Linked DNA regions of Mus musculus: region 2 is linked to region 1. Evidence: chromatin contacts called from public promoter capture Hi-C data. All regions are on one chromosome and are shown on one strand. Each heading gives the region's core, a stretch centred on a gene start, on an enhancer-like site or on the middle of the called end of the contact. The rest is flanking DNA. Distances are from core to core; before and after follow the strand shown.

Region 1 (6,837 bases), core at 1,430-3,929:
ATAGAGGCAAGAGGGTCACAGGTTCAAAGCCCGGCTGCCACATCACAAATTCAGTGATAGTCTAAGCTACATTAGACCTTGTCTTGAAGTAAAAAAAGGCATAATGATTTTTCACTCCGGGTTTCTTTTCTACATCATGGCCCACAATAGCAAGAGCTTTTCTTGTTTGTTTTTTTTTTTTTTTTCCTGAGACAGGGTTTCTCTGTATAGCCCCTGGCTGTCCTGGAACTCACTTTGTAGACCAGGCTGGCCTTGAACTCAGAAATCCACCTGCCTCTGCCTCCTGAGTGCTGGGATTAAAGGCCGGCTAGCAAGAGCTTTTCTAACAGACCCTGATACCTGGCCCAAGAACCCAGCAACTGTGACAGGATAGACAGCTGGGATGTTGCAATTGTTTCAGATGAGAAAGTGAGGGCCGAGTACACTGTTCCTCAAATCCTGGGGCTCAGTATTGCCTTAATAAATTTTATATGCATCAGAGGCCAAGTGGATGGTGTATATGTGTGTTGCCTTCCTAGGAGCTGAGCTGCCCTGACATCCCTAGAGACCTTCTTCCTTCTGTCTCTACTCTATGCACAGTGCGAGTCTTCCCACTTTGAATGTTGGACGTGATCACTTGTGACCCTGTGGGGACAGCAGGAAGGGCCTGCTGCCTATTTTCCCTCCGTCTCTGTGATGTATGGAGAAGGGTCAGTGTGACAAGCTGAGCCTGCCAAATATGCCCACAGTCTGTTCCCCTTGATCTCAGGGAAGGTGGGGACAAGAAGATCTGGAGTTCAGGGTCATCCTTGACTACCTAGTAAGTTTGAAACTAACCTGGGCTACTTTGAGACTATGTTTCAAAACAGCAAAACTCGGGGCAGGAGAGCTGCCTGCTGTGGTAAAGTGCTTGGAGTTGTTTGGTTTGCGGTAGAAACTGAGAAAACTTACTTCAGAGACAGAAGCTTAAAAAATAAAAGCTTTATTTTCTGCACTGGCAGGGAGGTGGCCAGTTGGGGATCTGAACCCTGATGAGAGACTGCACGACGCTTTTTATAGGATGGGAACACAAAGCGAAGGGGACCTGGGTACTGACCAATCATATCTTGACACAAAGGGTTAAACAAGGACTTAACACTGGTGACTAGGTCTTATCTGGGTCACCTGGTTTCAGGGTCCTTGAGTCAGCTTTTACAGCCTAGTCCCCTCCTGGACTCTGACCTGGAATCTAGTGTGGTGAAGGACCAAAGGAGTGGGTGAGCCGCAGTAGTCAGTTAAATCAAGGCAGGGACACACTAACGACTTGTGTGCTTTAGTTTGGATAACTGGAGAACAGCATCTTCCTTCCTTACAGCCTTCACTGGCTAACAGACAAACATGAAAGATCTAAGAAGCAGGATAGGAGTTGTATTCTGGGGCCTGGGAACATGAACTCAGTCTTGACCCTGCCAGCAAGATAGAACTTGTTTCTGAGATGGCTGGACTCAGGAAACTGTCTCCTAAAGATGTGACCAAGAGCAAACACTTGATGTCAACCTCCAACTTACACAAATACGTGTGCATATGTAAGCATGAAAATGTGGAGAAGTCCGTCTGCTACCTGCTTTGGGGAGATGAGTGTCCAGAGTCTGGGAGAGATTGAGTTCAGTGGCATGAGGCAGATACTCCTGCCTAGACTCCCCAGCAAGAGGGTGGGGTGGTTCTCCTTTGTGCACCTCATCTTCCAGTCATAGTCCTCTGGGAACTGCTGCTTTTCTGTTTTCACAATTTAGTTTTATCAGTTTTAAAACATGCCATAGGGCTGGAGAGATGGCTCAGTGGCTAAGAGCACTGGCTACTCTTCCAGAGGTCCCCGAGTTCAACCCCTAGCAACCACATCCATCAGATGTGGCTCACAACCGACTGTAATGAGATCTGATGCCCTCTTCTGGTGTATCTGAAGAGAGCCAGAGTGTACTCATACGTAAAATAAATAAATAAAGCTTTAAAGTATGCCTGTAATCTCACCATCTAGCTGAGCTAGGAGGATAGCCCCAAGTCCCAGTATGCATACACAGACCGTTTCTCAAAAGTAAATACCCAGAAATCTCCGACAAATCTTTGTGTTGTGTCTCTGTGACGGCTCAGCAAGTAATGGTACTTGCGGTTCTTTGACCTACATTCATACATGCCTGCATGCACATACATACACACAACACCAAGTAAAATCAAGTAAAGAATTAAAAATATTTACAACCTAACAGTTGTATAAAACCTTGTGGCCTCCAGCACTTCTGTTTACTTATCTTGTATGAACTTATTTTTGAGATGGAGGTCTCACTCTGTGGGTCAGGCTTCCTTGGAACTCTGGGCAATCTCTCTGCTTTAGTTTTCTGTGTGATGCTGGACTGACAAGTGTGAGTCATCAGGTTCCCAGTGCACTTAGCCACATGGTGCTTTGCGAATCCCCAGAGTATGTCACTAGCTGAGCTCTTTGGCTAACAGCTTAAAGTTCTCTGTGGGCGGAGGGTTCCTTCTTCCTTTCCCCAGCTCTGGCCTCACAAAGTACAAGTCCTGCCTAGTTCCACGTGGCGCCAGGACACTGGGCGGGAGGGCAGGGCTTGGCTCAGCTAGATAAGATTACACGCTGACTTCATCCCCCCCCTACCCCCCCCCCCAGACCCGGAAGGGAGGAAGGGGCGGAACCGAACGCTCCCTCCTCCCTTCTCTCTCCTCCTCCTCCAGCAGCCACCAGGGACCGGGAGATCTACCAGCTCAAGACCCCTACAGCCAGGTAGGATGAAGGCAGAGGGAACAGGACGGCGGGCCGGCGGGCATAGGGTCGGGAATAGATGCTGGGCCGGCCACCTGCAGGCTGCCAGGTTCCTCAAGTTCTTTCCCATGGATACTCAGATCCGCAATCCAACTCCTAACTCCCAAACCAGCCCTGTGACCCTGGGTGCTCGCTCAGTTCCTAGTTACCCCCCCCCCCCCCCAACCTCCATGGCTAGATCTTCTAAGTCCCAGGTCTTCTCCAGCCCCAACAGCGAATCCTCAACCCTCTCCACCCTCAATCCCTCCCGTTGTCGCTATTTCCTGATCAGATCTGCTTTCTCTACCTCAATGTTCCCTGTCAAAATTCCTGCCCCAGACTAACACAGACACCATCTACTACTACCTGTGGGGACTGGCTTGCTGCACCTTCTACAGTCAACTATTTCCGGCCCCTGGATACATGCAAGGTCACCCTGGCAGTACAAAGTCCCTGAGTTCCAGAGCTGACAGTCAGCAGAGCCTGGAGGAGGGCCCCCCTGTGCCAGAGACTAAGTTCTGCCAGGGAGAGAAGGCCAGGGAAGAAAGAAAGAGGCCTATTTACCCCATCCACTCACCATCCACCCATCCTGGTTTCTGCTGTTCTGGGGATATCACACAGTCTCTTAGGCATGCTGGATGCTTTTTTTTTTTTTTTTTTTTTTGAGACAGGGTTTCTCTGTGTAGCCCTGGCTGTCCTGGAACTCACTCTGTAGACCAGGCTGGCCTTGAACTCGAAATCCACCTGCCTCTGCCTCCCAAGTGCTAGGATTAAAGGCCTGAGCCACCATTGCCAGACTGGCATGCTGGATGAGTGCTTTACCCACTGAGCACATCTCCTCCCTCTTCCTAACTCTCCCCTCCCCCTCCCCTTCTCCTTCCCTCCTTCTTTCTCTCTCTCTCCTTACTCTCCCCTTTCCTCTTCCCTCTCTCTTAAAAATAACTACCTTTATTTTTGTGTCATTTGTGTTATTTGTATCTTTTTTTTTTTTTTTTTTTTTTTTTGGTTTTTGAGGCAGGGTTTCTCTGTGTAGCCCTGGCTGTCCTGGAACTCACTTTGTAGACCAGGCTAGCCTTGAACTCAGAAATCTACCTGCCTCTGCCTCCTGAGTACTGGGATTAAAGGCGTGCGCCACCACGCCCAGCTGTGTTATTTGTATCTTAAGACAGGGTGTATCACTATGCTGACCAGGCTGACCTGGAACTTACCTAAGTGGACCCTGATCTCTTGGGTTCAAGAATCCTCCTGTTGTTGGGCAGTGGTTGTACATACCTTTGATCCCAGCACTCAGGAGGCAGAAGAGGGTGGATCTCTGAGTTTGTTTTTTTTAAAGATTTATTTATTATATATAAGTACACTATAGCTGTCTTCAGACATTCCAGAAAAGGGAGTCAAATCTTGTTACAGATGGTTGTGAGTCACCATATGGTTGCTGGGATTTGAACTCACGACCTTCGGAAGAGCAGTTGGTGCTCTTATCCGCTGAGCCATCTCACCAGCCTGGAGTTTGAGGCCAGCCTGGTCTACAGAGCGAGGTGCAGGACAGCCTGGGCTACACAGAGAAACCCTGTCTTGAAAAACCAACCCCCCCCCAAAAAAAAAAACCCAAAAACAAAACAAGAAAGAAGAAAGAGGGCTGGTGAGATGGCTCAGTGGGTAAGAGCACCTGACTGCTCTTCCAAAGGTCCGGAGTTCAAATCCCAGCAACCACATGGTGGCTCACAACCATCCGTAACGAGATCTGACTCCCTCTTCTGGAGTATCTGAAGATAGCTACAGTGTACTTACATATAATAAATAAATAAATCTTTAAAAAAAAAAAAAAAAGAAAGAAGAAAGAAAGAAATCCTCTGTCTCAGCTTTTCAGATATAGCTTGGACAAGAGGAAGCTGCTGCCCATACATGGTGGAGGCAGGAGGATCAGAAGTGTAAGGTTATGCTGGGCTACATAGTGCAAGGCCCAATCCTGTCTTAGCGACAAAAAAAGCAAATAAAACACAAGTACTGTGTGTCCTGCTCTGTTTTGTCTATTCACTGCTCAGTGTGTCAATAAACATTTCTCTCTCCTGTCTGCTCTCTTTCTCTCCTCTCTCTGCTGCTATCCTCTTTCCTGGCTGGGAGCTGAATGCAGGGCCTCATGTATGACAGACAAGCGCTCTGTCAAGTCAACTGCAGCTCCACACCTCAGTGTGCACTTATTAGGCACTGGCTGTGTACCAGGCACTGTCCTGTTCCTATTGTTCTCACTATGTAGCCCTGGGAACTCACTCTGTAGACCAGGGAGGCCTCAACTCTGAGATCCTCCTGCCTCCTCCACTGCTAAGTGCTGGGATTAATGGCGTGCACTACCAGGCCCATCGGTTTATTTTTATTTCATTTTGTTCTTCCACCACATGGGTCTCAGGAACTGAACTCAGATCTTCAGACGTGGAAGCCTCTCAAGCACCCTTATCCACCCAGCCATCTTGTCGACCCTCGTGGAGCAGTTATTGTGCACCTACTGTGTGTCAGGCACTCTAGATACAGGAACTATAGACAGTTGTATCAGAGCCCTGCCCCTGTGGAGTCCCCAGATTGGTCAGGTAGGAGGACATTAGTTAGTGTGAGGTTGTGAAGAGTTGAGAGATGACTCCAGCAGGTGTGTTGAGAGAGTTGCCCACTGGGGAGGCCAGTGGGCTACTGCACTGAGGTTTTGTTCCCAAATGGTTGCTATTGCTGTCTGAGGGACAGCCGTGCAAAGGTCCTGAGGTAGGACAGTGCATTTCAGTCACAGCGCAGTAAGGTCAGAGAGAAGAGAGGGACAAACGATGCTGTATCCTCTGACTGGTGCCCCCTCACCCCACAGTCCATCCTCTCCACAGCACACAAAGGGTTCCCATGAGCATAGATGAAAGTTTCCTCCCTGTGACCTGCCCACAGCTTTCCTGGGCTCCCACCTCCCTGCAGCCCACCAGGCCCTGGCCGCCCTGGCCATTCCTGCCCTGCCTCCCTCTGCTCCGGCCTCCTCACTACTGCAGCTTGCCAGGATCCTCTTGCTGTACATGGGGCTGAGCCCTGTGTCCCAGGGCCTTTGCACTGAGTGCTCTCCGGAAGAACTCACCTTCAGGGGCGATCAACTCTGTGGTGCCCTCCCTGAGGCATCCTTCACCCCGGGTTCCGTCTCAGGCTCATTTCCTCCAGGGCACTTTTATTTCTTGAAATGACCTTACACGGTTGTTCTCATTTCCTGTTGCTCTGACAGAGGTCAGCAGCATCTCCTGCCGAAGTGGCCAGACACAGTAGGTGTGGGAGAACTGGTCAGCCTATGAGGGGACTGCACAAGTGCGGGGTGAGAAGGCTGGACGTGAGAATGGAAGTAGAGTGTCCTAGAAATGGGTAGAGTTTTGGTGTGGTGGGGAAGTCAGGACTGGGACTTGGTTGCTAGGGCTGTGTGTGTCCTCTGCTCCAGGGCCTTTATATGAGCTGCACCCTTCACTCAGGCTTCTCCATTTTTGTGTCCCTGGGATCTATAAACACAAGCCTTAGTCCTTGGAGTTCTTGACCCTTTCCGGCTTAGTTCTGCAGCACTGACCCGCTGCAAACATTACCCATTTTTCTCTGGCCCAGGGTTATATTTTTCTGTTTCTTTTGTCTCCACTATCACTGCCTCTGCCTGCATAGCCACACCTGATTGCCCCCATTTCCCAGCAGCCACAGAGAAGGTGGTCACCCTCTCTCTCAGCTCTCTCTCTCATTCCTGGTCTGCCATCAGCTGTTACCACTCCCACCTGTGACTGTTGCTCTGCCAACGGTTGTAAGGCCCTTCCCTCTGCCTACCTGGCTCTCATGAATTTGGCACTGAGCCCGGCCCCACCTCTGCTGCTCAAAATCAGGTCTTTGAAGGCTTTAGGTCATCTGTGTGCAAAGTCTGTGGGTTAGCTGACTGACCTGTCCACTTCTGGTTTAGCCCAGGGTCCTCTGCCTTGGGCATTTTCTCTGGGGCATTGTAGGCTGCTAGATGCTTCCCTGGCCTTCACGCACTCTATGCCAGGGCTCTCTGGTCATAGCAGCCACATCTGTCCCTGCCT
Region 2 (6,837 bases), core at 2,312-4,811, 200 kb before region 1:
ACCTGTCACGGCCCCTATGCACCAGGAGCAAGACTTCGGGCCCCGGGAGCAGGAGCATGCAAGTCCAGTCAGTCTAGGAGCTCGGGGACTCCACTTGCTTCTTCTCAGGAACCTTTCATGCCAGGGCAAAGAGGACCCCATCTCAAGACCAAGCCCCCATCTCGTCCAGGCTTCCCTAAACTCTATCCAGCATACAGAAACTGGGTTTCCACTCCCGCCTATGCCATGTGACACCAGACTGGTCTTTAACCTCCCTGTGCCTGTTTTGTTGCACAGAACACCAACCATAGCTAGATCCTTGGAGGACAGTGTGCCAGGAATAGGGGGTTGTGGGGTGGAACAGAGACTGTCTGTAATCATTGAGTCCAGCTTTGGGGTTGCAGGCAGCTCATTCACGTGCCAGCTACTGTAGCTACCACCAGAGGGCAGCAGTGAACACAGGGTCCGCTTTCTCCATATTGCCCTCCATAACTCCCACGTTCCTCCACAGCACAAGCCCTTCCTGCAGCCCACTCTGCCCCACCCCTCCTGCTCCCTCCTCCCGGGAACTGCTGCAGCCACAAAGGTTTCTGGGCTCCTCCTGCTTGGGTTCTGTCCCGTCCCAGGCCTTTTCTAACAACACAGGCGTTTGTCAATGGAGAGCAAGCTTAGCCCAGAGCTTGTATGATGGTGCACACCAGTCATTTCAGCATTCAGGAAAATGAGACAAGAAGGTGGAAAATTTGAGGTCAACCTTGCTTAGTGTAACTCTGTTGCAAACAATCAAACAAACAAATCCTAAACATATCCCAGAGCCCCACAATGCCTCTTGTCTGGCAGCCTCAGTTTCTCCTGCTGTGACAGGGGTGTTGGGGCTGCACTTTCTGGGCACCCTTGAATCACAGACTGTGGCCTTCCCATCCTGTACCAGTCACCCATGACAGCAAAGGCTTTGAATTGTGATTGTAGACATGGGCTGGAGTTTCTGTCCTATGATGGCACTCGAGCCACTCTGGTATGTTTATATTGAGGAAAAAAAATTCTTTACCTCAGGCTGACCTTAAGTTCATTCTACAGTCGAGGTTGATCTTAAGCCCCTCATTCCCATGTCTCTGCCTCCTGGCGGCATGAGCTCCAATCACAGAATCCCTAATCGGCTAGAAGAAGCCTTTTGTGAACACTGGGCACTCCACTGGAATTGAAAGAAAGAAAGAAAGAAAGAAAGAAAGAAAGAAAGAAAGAAAGAAAGGAGAGAGAGAGAGAGAGAGAGAGAGAGAGAGAGAGAGAGAGAGAAGAGAAAAACAGGAAATAATAACCAGGTACTGGAAGTTGCCAAGAAGAGCGTGGGCATCTGGGGAGAGCCCCTCGAGCCCCACAGACTCAGGAGGGAAGGAATGTTCCAGAGCGAACTTTTCACCCAACAATGAGTCATACTGCCCTCCGTGTGTGTGCCAGGCTGGGCAGAAAAACCAGAAGTTTAGAGCCCACTGGGTCCCGCCCTGGATCCAACACAGCCCCCTCAGAGAAGACCGGTTCTGCTGGTCTGCTCAAATATGGTCACTGCTCAGTACCTCCCCTTAGGGGGCTGGGTGCAACAACAGTTAGAATATGCTGAAATCATTGTGCAAAGTTAAGCGGTGACCCCGACCTTGCGGCCTGAGCCACGCCCCCAAGCCTCTCTTGGGGAATTCTAGGCTCCACCAATTGCGGTGATTGGTAGGATGACTCACCTCACTCTTCCTACAGCCCTAAGTCATCAGCTGTTGCCACACAGAGACAGGACATCGAGGCACAACCCGAGCAAGGAGCCTGCGTCATGAGAAGCAAACGGAGGGTCATAGCATTTCTGACTGTGAGAATACCTCTTCAGCACAATATTGGGAACAGTCTGCCAGGAAGTGGTTCTGGGAATGGTCGTCTCTGAGCAGCGAAAGGAACATCTCACTAGGCTGAGGACCAGCATGTACCAGGGCCCTGGGGCAGGCCGGAACCTGTGTGGGAGGAGTAGGGGCAAAGGAGGAGCAGGAGTCTGCTGTGACTGAAGCAGAGGTAGCGATGGCCGCCCTAAGTGGCTGAACACATAACCGGCTTTGGGTTGATATATTGTTGCCTGTCTATGCTCTGTCAGCTGCAGGCCGATTGTTCTGTTTTGTTACTTCTGTGTAAATGGCATTTAACACAGCGGGGATCTGAGAGGGGATGAATGGCCACTGGAAGCTTCCAGACTCTCAGACCCGCGGTTTACATGTTCCCCTTCGCTGCTCACGAGGACCCAGGGGGCAGAAGCGGTTACTCAGTTCGGACAAACAAGGCAAGGCCTGGTTCCCTCCCTGATGGATGGCCAGTCTGCTCTGGCATGGCCAGTCCTGCCAGCACCCAGCTCCATAATATATGAGTACACACTGTGTGCAGCCAACAGTGCCATACACCTGCAGGGACTATGCAAGGATGTGGACATCTCCACAGAGTACCCAAACTTCAAGTACCTGCTGTGCATGAGAGAAACTACACTAAGGGCCCCTGAACACTATGCAAACCTCCGGCACCTTCTACGTGCTCCAATCTCGACTAGCACCACGTACGTCAATCAGGGTCACCCCAGTCAGGCAAGAGGACAAAGCCGTCTCTGCTAAACTGGCCGCGGTGCAGGCTCTGGGAAGCCCTGTTCTTAATTTAGGCTCCTTGTCAATTATTCATGGCACTCTTCCCCGTTTATGACCCAGTCCTTCCGCCCGGACTCTTCGGCTCCAGGCTCTTGCTCATGTCTCCAGCTCTGGGCCGGAATGAATGAATTCCAGAGGGGAAAAAAACCCAGACTGTAAAACAAAATCGTTTCGTTATTTGAGGCAGGGTCTCAGGTGCAGTCCACACTCGACTCACACTTGCAGCAATTCTCCTGCTGCTGTCTAAAAGTTTCGCACCCCATGCCTGTGACTACTCTTTTCTTTAAGGTGTTTTTCAGTCTTTTGCTGCATTTCATCTGTTTGGCATGTCTAGTAACTCAGTGGACATGGGTGTGTGCATACATGTGGAGGTCAGCGCCATAGGAGTCAGATTCCTCCTTCCACTATGGGACTTTGGGGATTGAAGTCAGGTTCTCTGGCTTGGGCTGCAAACACCTCTATTTGCCGAGCCATTTTGAGCCCCACCCCCACTTTTAAAAAATTTTTTTTAATGCCCAGCTCATCCTCCTTTTCCCAAGCTGGTCTCGAATTCATTGTTATCCCAGGCTGTTCAAAAACGACGTCCTCCTGCTTCAGCCTCTTCAGCCAGCAAGGCGGGCTTGATGGGAAAGATTTTAGGGAAAGGATATTTTGGCCAAAGAAAGCAGAGTGGGGAGACAGGCAGGAGGCTCAGGTCATCCTCAGTGTAACTTGAGGCCAGCATGGGCTACAACAGAACTTGAGTTTAAAAGGAATCCAGAGGAGACAGGCCGGGCCACGTGTCCCACGTCCCACGTGCTCCCCGGGCCTTCTACAGGCTCCTGAAGCACGTGACCCAGCAGCGCCTCCTCACTGGGCAGGCATCTGCGCGCAGGCGCAGTACTGTACACGGCCAGGCCCCAGGGCCGCGGCGGCGGAAGGGGTGACGTCACCGGCTGGGGGCGCGCGAGCCGCAGTGGGGTTTTGCCCCGCCCGCCAGGCAGCTCGGGCCGCGCGCACACGCGGAGCCGCCGGAGCCCGGGCCGACCCGGTGCCGGGAGCAGCATGCGGAGCCCGCAGGTACCGGGGTGCACGGGGCGCACGGGGGACACAGGGGGCGGGGTGGGCGGCGCCGGCTTTGTGCTTCCAAGCTTCTCCGCCTTTGTGCTCCGAAGGGGGTCCGGGCTGCAGCCGTAATCGGATTCTGCAAGAAGGAGAGGGATGTGGAGGACCTGGAGGGATGGAGCTGGAGAAATGGGGACCGCGAGGGTTGTGGACCCGGAGGGACAGAGACCCACAGAAACGGGAACCGGTAGAGACAGGGTCCAGGAGGGATGAGGACGCGCGCGGGCGACTTGGCCCGTACCCAGGGTCACCGACTGCACCAGCCGGGCGGGGACGCGGTGTGCGGTGCGCGGTGTCAGCGTCTGGAGCTGCAGACCGGGCCAGGCGCCTCAGATCACCTGGGGCTTCGGTTCCACCCTTCTGCGGTCCGGGCGCCCCCAACCCCCGACCTCCCCCAGCTTTGGGATTGGGACTGCTCATCCACCCTCATCCTCGCGATGCGGGGGCCTGTGGGGAACCCCGGGGAGCCAGCCTGCGGCCCTAAGGCCCCCGGTACACCCCAAGAGCCCCCCGACTGGCTGAGGGTGGTGACGTCACCGGGGGCGGGGACTGGGGCGCAGAAGGAAATGGGGTCCGAGAGCAGGTACCCCCGTTGCAATGCGAGCTGGGTCAGGGCCAAGTTCTCTGCTCATCGTGGAGCCTCTTCACCCCCAAACCCCAGCACCACTATGAGCGAGGATCCTTTTGATTGCCACACCCCCCAAATCCCTGTGCGTTACCCCTTTTCCCTGCTCTCAAATCTGCCTCCATATGCCCCCGAAAACCTGCAGCAGGTGTGAGCGCCCATCTTCCCGGTCACCCCTCACCTCGTCTCTCCCTCCAGTAGAACCTCCTAACGGTCACTTCCCCGGGTGTCTCCTGGCCTGGCAGGGGTTCCCTTACGCTCACTTTCCAACCTGAGCAAGGATGTCCCTCCCCCAATAAACCGTCCTTGGTGCTCACATGGAGACCTCTGAGGTGTCCCAAGCCTGGATGGGCACTCGGGGATCCAAAGAGTCTTCTACAGAGCAAGAGGGATCCCGAGGGTGTTAGATTGGTGGACACATCCTGTTCACCCATCTTTCTGCACCTGGATCCTGGGTCCTGGCTTCTGTACCCCCCGGGGGGTGCTGCTGTCTCTATGGTGCAGATAACGGCCGTCTGCTTTGTCTGGGCTAGCCTGGGACCCTCCTACTCGGGCTCTGGCCTCTCTTGCCAGCTGCGACTCCTTCCTTCATTAAAGGCCGGGTAGTGGGAGCTGCCATTTGCATAGACTCCCCTCCCCCCTGCCCGGTCTTTTCTCCTTTCTTTGTGTCCCTCCCCCTGTCAATCTCCAGCTGCCTTCTGTCCCTGCTCCTGCCTTCTGCCAGCTGATTTCTTGGCGGCTGCAGGCGGGCAGCTGGAGCTGGGGGCGGCTTCCCGCCCCGACCAACCTCAGAGTCCCCAGCTCGGAACAGTGGGGGGACACTTAGGTCCCAGATAATGTCTGTGCCTGGCCTCCGGTCCGTCTCCCTGCCCATCGCGCCTGGGTCTCCAGAGACCCACAAACTCCCGTCCTGTCCCTTGTGGGGCCCCAAGGAGTATGGGGGGGACACACCCTCACCATGACATTGCATTTCTTCTTGGGGATGGCTCTCCCACCCCCAGTCCCCCGGGGGAAACCAGCCACCCGCCACTGAGATTGCCCTGAGCATCCTCCTAATTGGGCTCAGGGCGAACGAACCGTCGCGGGAGCCCGGGCTTCCAGGCGAGCTCTGCGGCCGGTATCGCGCCCTGGAGGGTGACATCCGTGTCCCCGGAGGATTGGGGGGCTGTGGCCAGGTGCCAGTCTTGGGGCGGCGCCCGCAGGGGACAGCGATGCCGACCGGGTGTGGCCAGGAAGGCTGAGGTCTGTCCGCGGGTCCCATGGGATTGGGGGCTCTTGGTGTGTGGCAGGTTCACAGAAGGGGACCCCACATCCACGGTCCCCACGCTGCAGTGTGGCCGTGACCCTCCGCACACTGGATTAGTCTCAGAGCCTCTGGGGCCCTTGTCTCTACCCCAGGAAGTCGGGGTGTCCTCGTGTCCCTCGTGGACTCAAAGGCGGCCAAGTGCCTCTTGGTGACTCAGTTTCCCCTGCTGCGTTGACTCTGTGTGTCTCTCGGTGTCCGCGGACCTGTGGCTTCGCTGATGTCCCCACCTGCCGCGTGGCCCTGTCGCGCTGGCCCCGCGCTCACCTGTTCCCTGTGTCTCAGCCGCCGCGTGGGGGAAAGGAGGGAGCATCGAGAAAGTTCGGGGTGGGGGCGAGCCAGAGGAAAAGCCTAAAAATAAAGATAGATATTTATAAACCCGCCGGGTCGGGGGACACCTAGCAGCGCTGAGCCCTGTCTGTCGTCCTGAGCCCCACTCGTCTGCTTGTGACTTAGCCGGAGGGGAGAGTCTTGGAATCTGGTTGGGATAGTAGAATGTTGCGTGGTTGTGGTTTCCTTTTTGGGGTGTCCCTCAACCGAGGACCCTCGTGAGGGAGAGATATGTGCCTAAGATAGGACTGTTCTCCGTCTGCTGTGCATCCCAGAGCTCATCTCTAGTCCTCTCTGGTCCAGCGTTTGGATGAGGAAAGGTCCCCGCCACTTCCTCTCCCTTGCACCTGACGTCCCAGAAACTAGAAGCCTCGTGAGGAGGAGGCCGCCCTTCCTCTGTCCTCTGTGGCCGGTGCTGGGGGTCGTGGGGGAGGCTGCACTTGGTGGACAGCCACACTACGATCAAGATCCACCGGAGGGTCCTCAACGAAGACCCCGGACGCACCAACAGGGGCAGAGTCTCCCCTGAAATCGGGACAGCGGGGCTGGGGGGAGGGGCAGGACTACTGGGGGAGCCAGGGCTGCGGGGCGGGGAAGAAGGGGCTGCTGGGGGGAGAATAGAGCAGCCGGGGAGCGAGGACCACGAATTGGGGGACCTGCGTGTGAGGCGCAGGGGGCTCTTTGACCTTTGGGATTAGGAGCTGGGGTTTGCGAAGAGTGACCAGAGAGGGCAATTTTGTCTGAGGTCGCACAGCACGACAGTGATGTCAGGGTCGCCCCATCTTGATCTCCGGGGCCATGTGTGGCTTCCCTGTTTTTCTTACATATAAAAA

Evidence for each region. Promoter capture Hi-C pulls out the DNA fragments that hold promoters and counts their contacts.
Region 2: a contact with region 1 is called in a promoter capture Hi-C map of embryonic stem cells. The contact joins the promoter of Ptprs here to the promoter of Ticam1 in region 1. A contact is called at or near these places in 14 of 39 promoter capture datasets (the 3T3-L1 cell line, the C10 cell line, the HPC-7 cell line and 8 more), 1 of 15 datasets of contacts at CTCF or cohesin (CD8 T cells), 7 of 484 Hi-C or Micro-C datasets (CD4 T cells, cerebellum, cortical neurons and 3 more), 5 of 115 datasets of contacts at active chromatin or transcription factors (bone marrow-derived dendritic cells, bone marrow-derived macrophages, embryonic stem cells and 1 more) and 3 of 9 other capture datasets (adipose tissue, liver and pancreatic islet).

Annotation. Positions count from the first base shown.
Region 1 is chr17:56,272,609-56,279,445 of GRCm38.p6, reverse strand. It overlaps Ticam1 (toll-like receptor adaptor molecule 1), which reads left to right and starts at 2,679. Exons shown (of 2, transcript NM_174989.5): 1 at 2,679-2,752. It overlaps Plin3 (perilipin 3), which reads left to right. Exons shown (of 8, transcript NM_025836.3): 8 at 1-484.
Region 2 is chr17:56,473,204-56,480,040 of GRCm38.p6, reverse strand. Ptprs (protein tyrosine phosphatase, receptor type, S) reads left to right here and starts at 3,561. Exons shown (of 33, transcript NM_011218.2): 1 at 3,561-3,701. Gm32822 (a long non-coding RNA gene) reads right to left here. Exons shown (of 4, transcript XR_385656.4): 1 at 4,689-6,837; 2 at 1,710-3,825. It overlaps Gm9258 (a long non-coding RNA gene), which reads left to right and starts at 3,768. Exons shown (of 1, transcript XR_105855.2): 1 at 3,768-4,693.